Linked DNA regions of Gossypium hirsutum: region 1 is linked to region 2. The links are chromatin contacts, called in public Hi-C maps. All regions are on one chromosome and are shown on one strand. The core of a region is the stretch at or near the end of the contact, and the rest is flanking DNA. Distances in the headings are between cores, read along the strand shown. Region 1 has its middle 15 kb from the start of LOC107950470. Region 2 holds the start of LOC107950472 (O-fucosyltransferase 39).

Evidence for each region. A called contact is a pair of places that touch in the nucleus more often than the background predicts.
Region 1: a contact with region 2 is called in a Hi-C map of leaf, with 4 times the contacts expected there. The contact joins the enhancer-like site here to the promoter of LOC107950472 in region 2. A contact is called at or near these places in 5 of 34 Hi-C or Micro-C datasets (all in leaf).

The regions. Positions count from the first base shown.
Region 1 is chrD03:4,227,056-4,231,110 of Gossypium_hirsutum_v2.1, reverse strand. No RefSeq gene overlaps it. Among protein-coding and RNA genes, the nearest start is that of LOC107950470, 15 kb to the right of the region's middle. Within about 2 kb of position 1,685, at least 2 of the 9 cell types and tissues checked have an H3K27ac peak or open chromatin away from gene starts, as enhancers often do. A contact at or near this core is called in leaf, where this site is marked.
Region 2 is chrD03:4,178,594-4,182,742 of Gossypium_hirsutum_v2.1, reverse strand. LOC107950472 (O-fucosyltransferase 39) reads left to right here and starts at 2,324. Exons shown (of 11, transcript XM_016885323.2): 1 at 2,324-2,838; 2 at 3,502-3,564; 3 at 3,674-3,758; 4 at 3,884-3,954; 5 at 4,036-4,124. The coding sequence starts at 2,701.

The DNA of each region.
Region 1 (4,055 bases), core at 436-2,935, 49 kb before region 2:
GAGCTTTGAAAATTCTAAGTCCAAAGAATGCTCAACAAGGCGTGACTAAAGGTTTTGGTCCTCTCCCACTCCTAGGGACATTACCTTTCCCACAAGGAAAAAAGAAAATGAGATTCTCATCATTGGTGTTTTCTAAATGTGGGTGTTTGAAAGTTTGATTAAAACTCATCAAAATAATTGAATCAATCGATTTAAATTTCGTTAAGTTAATTATCGATTAATTAGAGAAAAACAAGTAGAATGATTAACTCGAATCGATTTCTATCTTAATTTGAATTAACTGAGTTTAAAATATATATTAAATTTATAACTTTTAAAAACATATAAATCCAAACACAATCCTTTACCTAAATTCAAAACCCAATTATAATTACTAATTTCCTACACACTATCCAAAAATTGAATCCAATTAATAAATTATACATATTACTCAAAAATGAAACCCAAAAGTATTAAAATATGTTACCTTTAAATAAGTATATGTGTTCTAAATCCGTAGTTTCCGCACGCATAATATGGTAAAATTTATAGTTATTGTTATCCTCAAATCTGAAAAATATTTTTTTTTTTATTTTTTATTCTTATGAAATAGTCAATTTTTTTATTACCAAAGTAAATATAAAATCAATTTGGTCACATACTTAAATAATAGTCTAGATAAATAACTTAAATTAATAACTTAATAATTTCGCAATAAAAATAAAGAAATAGGAAATAATGTCAATTAACCAACCAAAAGAAACCCCATGTGATAGCCTAATGGTCAAGGGTATTCATCATCCTAGGTGTGGCCTGGATTCAAGTCGCGCTAGTCGCATTGGTTGTTCGGGATTTACCCTATTATTGTAATTCAACAAAAAAAAATCCAATTTAATTTTGTCAAAGTCGATTCAATTTTGATTTTCTTTAAGTAAAAAAAAACATTTCAGTCATTTTTCGAGTTTTTTTGGATCCAACTAATCAATTGTCACTTTTGTAGTGTTTATATCAACTCTTTAAATTAATTTGTAAAGACTTGAACTTATTAAAAGCATTATTTTTATAATCGAATTAGATCATATCAACTTGTTGAATTGAAAATTAATTATGGTATCAGTCTAGAAAAATATTAAATCGATTTATCCGTAAATAGATTGAACTCATTAAATTGAATAATCAAATCAATTAAACTGATTAAATTGATCAAATTAAAAATTGATGATTTGACCAGTTTAATCACCAATCAAATTTTAAAAACCTTACCTTACATTTATTGTGAAGTTATTAAGCTATTAATTTAGATGCTCCAACAGGCCCTAACTACAGCGACTAGCTAGTTTAAGGGTTGCCCAATGGAGTCAGATATTGGAAATTGAATAACTTTTAGCCCAAAGTATAATCACAAAGGAAGATAAGTAGGTTCATGTGGTGTAGTTATGATATTATATATTTTCAAATTTCTTTTTAATGACATAATAATGTTTAAAGTGTAACTATTGGCAAAGACTGAAGTTTTGGGACTTCAGATTAATTTAAGGTTAAGTTTTAATATTTAAAAGGACCAATTTGCTTAATATCAATTTTGAAAGGGACTAGAAAAATGTTTTTACCAAATTATTCAGATTTTGGGCCTTATGTAGAATAGGATTGATATTAGTCAATGAGAAATTTTGGGCCTTCAGGATGACTTGAAAATAATGAGGAGAGCAGGGCCGGCCCAAAACATAAGTCCACACTTATAATGAATTTGATAATTTTAAACCCAAATAAACACATCTTGATTGAATCACAAGTGAAGCGACAAATAACTTTAAAAAGTTACTGAATTGTTCAAAAGTTTTTATTTAAGTCACTAGATTGTTAAGCTATTTTTTTTCTTAAAGTCCGGCTAGTAAGCTCCAAGCGACGGTTTGACGATTAATACACTGGGTCAATACCGGTCGACGAGTAGAAGAACATACCTTAGATCTAAGTCAACCTGACTATCAATATCGAAGATTAGAGAAAAAAAACTATTTGGATCTTGGTTCGCAGGTTCGTGACGTTCAAAGTTATTTCATGAAAAAAAAACTAAATTATAAAATAGAAGGAGAATGAGAGCTTTTGACTGGTGCAGGCGGTGCGAACAAAGAAGGCCATACAACAACGATTTTAATAGTTCAATGACTTGAATGAAAATTTTCAAATCGTTCAATGACCATTTTACAACTTTTTAAAGTTGAGTGACTAAAACATAAACTTACTAATAATTTAATGGCGTTGGGTGTAATTGACCCTAAAATATTTATACAAATGTAGAGATAAAAACACTTTAATAAATAATAATGATTAGGAATTAGTGTTACATGTGTATCATAACCAATCATTGATCTATAACACAAACCAATTACTTGGCAAAATGAACAATCCTAGTAATAGCAAAAGTGACCCAACAAATTTATTTTCTCCAACCACACCAACTCCCACATGGTAAAGACAAAACAGGTGGTTGGGTTGGTTGAGGGTTTCAACTTCAAACACACCAAATTTAGCTGTGCATCACATGTAAAAAGCCCATCACTTATCTTTTGTTTCCTTTGCAGGACATCGTTCCACAGATCATTTCCATGGTTTTTTTTGCTTTTTGGGTATCATGTAATGTTTGGTCTCTCTTCACTTTAGATACTTGTGGAATTTTTATAAAAGCATTCATTACAATCCATGGTGTTAAAAAAACTAGCCCCACTTTTCTTAATTGGTTTGAGTATACTTTAAAGGTATTTTGATGGGGAATGTTTGATTACTTTTATTTACATTAATTAATATATTTATGCTATTCTCGTTAATTGGGTTAAAATGTAATATTTTGATATTTGTTTAACGGAATATAAGATTATTTAAATATACATTTTATTAAATTGTTTTTAATTATAAATAAAGATAAAAAGGAAAAGAAAAAAGAAAAATTATTAAATTATGATGAGAGTGAAACTGAGCTTTGGAAATTTTTTTAAAAATAATAATATGTAAAATGTTCAATTTTTTAAACTAGTTTATAATTAAACAATGAAAGAAGCAATTATAGTAATATGAATTTATTAACCCTATTTTTAGGGGGAAAAAAGGAAAGATTAAGGAAGGAAAAGACCTTTTTCCCCTTCACTCCCAATCTAAACATAGTCCAACGGTAATTATTTGGAAAGTTTTTATTCCATAAGCAGGGTTGATATTTTGCCACAATGTCTTTAGAGGTGGCGCCCGAGAAAGGTTGGCAACAGCCTCGACCTCCTTAAAATGGAAAATTAGTTTTTGCTTTATAAATTTTATAAAATTTTAAAATAGTACATGGTGAAACTGTACTTTGACTCCCTAAAAATGATAAAATTTTAATTTAGTCTTTTAAAAAATTATAAAGATATAAACCATTAAAATTTTGAAATTACATTTTAGCTCTCATAAAAATATACAACTAAAATCCGTCCAAAAAAATATTTTTAGCTTCACTCATGCATGCCTTATTTATTTAATTTAAAAAATTTTAAATACAATTTAAAGACACATTACAAAATCTTAACCTGTTTATGGAGTTAAAATTTTTCGTTGCTAATGTACCAAACAAATATTTATTCATTAATACTAATTAATTAAAAAGATAATGTAATCTATAAAATATAATATAATAAATAAACGTTGAGTTTCTTCAAACCAATAATAAGAATAAACAAAACTTATAATAAGTAAATAAATATGATTGCAATGTTACTTGAAAAAATATATTAAAAAATAGAGAAATTAATTCATTAAACTATATTAATTTCCTGAATTTTTTGTATTGATTTTACAGAAAATAGATCGAAGTCATTAAGAATGGTCATGTTACCAAAGTCACGTACGTTTACTTAACAAACATGTGGTGTTGAGGTCATCTCCACATTATTGAATCTCAGCATCGATGGTAATATCATATAACTAAATCAAGCGTAATTATATTTTAAAACTCTCATTGATAATTTTACATTCTTTTAATCTAATAAAGTCATATGAAATTATAAATTTAACTTATCATAAAGTTTTTAAAACCTTTAGAGGTGGGGAAA
Region 2 (4,149 bases), core at 1,075-3,574:
TTAAAATCACATAGATAAACTAACCAATTTTCCTAAAAATAATTACTTTTACCTCGACTTTATTAATGGACTCTGTCATTAAAACGACAAAACACTATCAGAAGCCCATTCATTTCCTTTCGCTAAAGCAAAACTTTTTATTTATGCTTCGAAACTAGATTGAAAATGATACCTATAAAATTATAGTAGATTGAAACCCAATAAATTCGAGATTTTTTTATCACCCCTAATTGCTTCAATTTATCGTACGTTTTATATATATTGAGAGAAATTTAGGTTTAAAACCTAAAATATGGAACTATCTAAATTTTAATAAATTCCCTAAATTTATTACCCGTATTTTCTTTTTAATATATGAAAATAAAAAAATTTGGGTCCTACAAATATATAATCTTTCGCTTTTTAAATGTTTAAAATATAACATAACATTTTAATAATATGAGTTGGCTGAGTGAATTGGATACTTAACTCAATTCTATTTTATAATAAAAAAGATGTCATGATTTTGATAGGATAAGGAAGATAATAAATAAAGGTTCCATCTAAAAGCATGATAAAAGAATATATAAAAAATAATATCATTTTATGATTATGATGTTTAAAATATGTTATATATATATAATAGTACGAGTTTAAATTTTTTTTATTTAAATTGACGAGAATATCTTTTATTTTTATCATATTATTAAATTGACATTTAAAAATAATTATAATATTTAAAAATTATTAATTAAAAAGAGTCTACATAAAATAAAATTTGTTATAATTATAAATTTAACAATAATTATAATTTAACAAATATTGTGATAATTATTACATATTTAAAAATACTTATAATTTAATTACATTTATTATTGAAAAAAATTAATTAAAATGATTGTAATTGATTAAAACCTAATACTCCTAAATGAATTAGTTATTGGAGAAAGGGAATGAATGTGGCACTTTTAATCAACAAAGTTTTTCTTTTTAATTATTAATCATAATTTTTAAAAAATATATAAAAATATTAATTAAATAAAGCTCCATATTTATGAGTTATGACCATTAAACCCCCCCCCCAAAAAAAAAAAAAGAAAAAAAAAGAAAAACAGATATCCTTACATCAAGCTGTAATGAAAAAGTTGGACTAAATTTTACCCTATTTGGTACCTTAAATTAATGACCTTTATTTCCTTGGATTTTAGAAGATCAAATTCTATTATTAGACCCTGTATTTTGTGCAGATTATGAATTTAGTAAGTATATTTTAATTTGATCATTTTGGTCATTATACTTTTCAAATTGGTCAATTATAGTTTTTTATACATTTTGAATTTTGAAATTTTAGTCCCGATCAAATGATAGCAGTTAAATATGTTTGATTAAATTTTACTATTAGTCTTGTATTATGTGTAAAGTTGTAGATTTAGTCTATATTTATAGGGGTGAAGCCAAAGATCTTTTTGAGGGGCTAAATTTAAGTTACATATTTTTATAAGAGCTAAAATGTATTTTTACCATTTTATCAGCTTATAGCTAAAAGGATTAAATTAAAAAAAGCTGTCATTCTTTGAAGGGTTAAAGTATAATTTGATCATACACTACCTTATAATTTTATAAAACTTAAAGGCTAAACATGTTTAGCTCATCGGTCCATATATGTACTTTGGCCCTGCCTGCCCCCAACATTGCTCATCGGCCCATATATGTTCTCCAACTAGATCATTTTTAGTCGCTATATTTTTAAAATTTCAAATTTAAATCTTAAAATCTATTAACTTTTTTTTTTGTAACATGCGAAAATAATAAGCTACATGACATTATACACACAACAATATATTTATCGCATTAAATTTTAAAAATAACAGAATTTAAATTATTGAATTTGATAGCTACCATTTGGTGAAGACCAAAATTTCAATCTCCAAAAATATAGAGATTAAAGTTGACCAAATTAAAGTATAAGGACTAAAACGACAACTTACACATAGTTCATAGACTAATAGACGAATTTAACCATTTTAGACAAAACTAAAAAAAAAATTGTTAAGATGGGGCCCCCATTTCATGATATCACAGCTTCCATCCGTAATCATACATAAACCTTAAAGGCTTCAACAGTTTTCAAGTCTCAGTGTCGGTGGTCTAATTTTTATAATCACAGTTTTAAATCAAAAAAAGACGAAAACTTTAATCTAAAAACTTTAACAAAAAAAGCCCATCACCTTACCTTACTGTTTAATTTTTTTCACAACCCTTTAAACCAAAAAAAATTATGAAAAAAAAGGTTTTAAAGATTCTAAATTTATCATTAGTCATGTCCAAAAAATAAATTTACCTATTTTTTTTTCATGCACAAGCATAAAAAGCTTTAAGCTTTTCCTTTTTTTAATCTATTGTTTGTTTTTTCTGAAAGGGGACCCTTTATAAAGGACACAGTTTTCCATAATCAAAGCTATACAGGTGTCCAGAAAATGAAAGAAAGTTAAGAGAGAAAAAGAAAAAAGGAAACAGAAAAAGATGAGAGAATTCATGTGATGTTGGGGATGCTTTGATTTGAGCTTTTTATTGGTTGTTGATTAGATTTTCTTTGTGTTGCTTGTTTTAGTGGTGTTATCACTATCAAGCAAGCTATATCAACAAAGAATAAATCCAAAAAAAAAAAAAACTGAGGGAAAGTGATCATCTTGGAGATCTGGGTTTTTTTTTCAGCTTTTAATGGAAAAAATGATGAGGTTTCAGTATAAGCCTGTTAGAAGACAAGAAGCCATTGTTGGGTTGTTTGTGTTGCTTTTCCCAGTTCTTTTGCCTTGTTTTTTTGCTTCATTCAGCCATGCTTCCCCTTCAACATTCTTGGTACGTTCCTCTATACATATACATATATATGTATATAGCTTAGTAGAATTTTCTTTTTTGTATGGAAAAATGGGTTCCTGGTTCTCAGTTTCTTCGTGGAAAATTTCATGGAAATGAGAAATAAAAAGTTTGCAGTTTATTAAAAATGTAAAGTTAAGGGTTTGTTTTGAGTATATTTTGCCGACAATGGTTCAAGTGTGTCTGGTAATTATATTGCTTTAATGAAAATTATGCCAAAACTAGAATTTTTTTTTTGTCTTGGTAGGTAATATATTAGTTAATTTGCTTGAACTGGAAAAAAATTGAAAAATAATGTTCACCAATTCAGCTTTTCTTCATTTCTTGTAAATTTTTCTTTAGCCTTTGCAAGTGTTTTTCAGTTAAATTAAGCATCTTCTCCCACAAAATTCACAAATTTATATATATATATGTGTGTGTGTGTGTGTGTGTGTGTGTGTGTATGTGTATATATATAAAAGTTAATAGTTTTACCAGCTCTTTATGCAGAGTTCTCCCATTAGTTTATTGATAATATAGTGATAGTGTTCGTAATTTTCTCTTTGGGGAGGAAATGGAACTTTAAATTTATCTGGTTTGTTGAATTATTGCTTTGGCTATGAAAGGAAATTAATTGATTGTGCTGCCCTTTGATGTTTGTTGCAGGAGTGGAGTGTTCCGAAACCTCGACATTTACGGTTACTCGCGAGTGCCTTACAACGTGAAAGTGTGAGTATGTTCGCGTGCCTGCGTATATGCATATGTTGTGATTTTCCTTTTATGACTCTATGTTGACTGGTGATTTTGATGTTTGATTTACTTTTGTGTTTGTATTCAGTCTGATGGAGAACCGACTGATCTTTGGGCTCCTTTGGCTGACCAAGGGTGGAGACCATGTCTTGGTGGATCCGTAAACGCCCCACGTGAGTGACAAAATTTTCAAGTTTTGGTTTGTTTTTTATTGTTGGTATTCCGTGTTACGAGACTTGTGTTTGCGGTGTTAATGATACATTTTCTTGGATTTTTGGTCTTTGATTACTTTGAGCAGCGTTGCCCCAGAAATCTGAAGGATATCTTCAGGTCTTTCTTGATGGAGGGCTTAACCAGCAAAGAATGGGGGTTGGTCCTCATTCAAGTGCTTTACAATTATGAAACATTCGATGATTCTAGTTTTACTAAACATTTCCTTTTTGTTTCTAGATATGTGATGCGGTTGCCGTTGCTAAAATATTGAATGCAACACTTGTGATCCCGTATCTCGAAGTAAATCCGGTTTGGCAAGATTCAAGGTACTTTTATATGGAAGGGAATCAT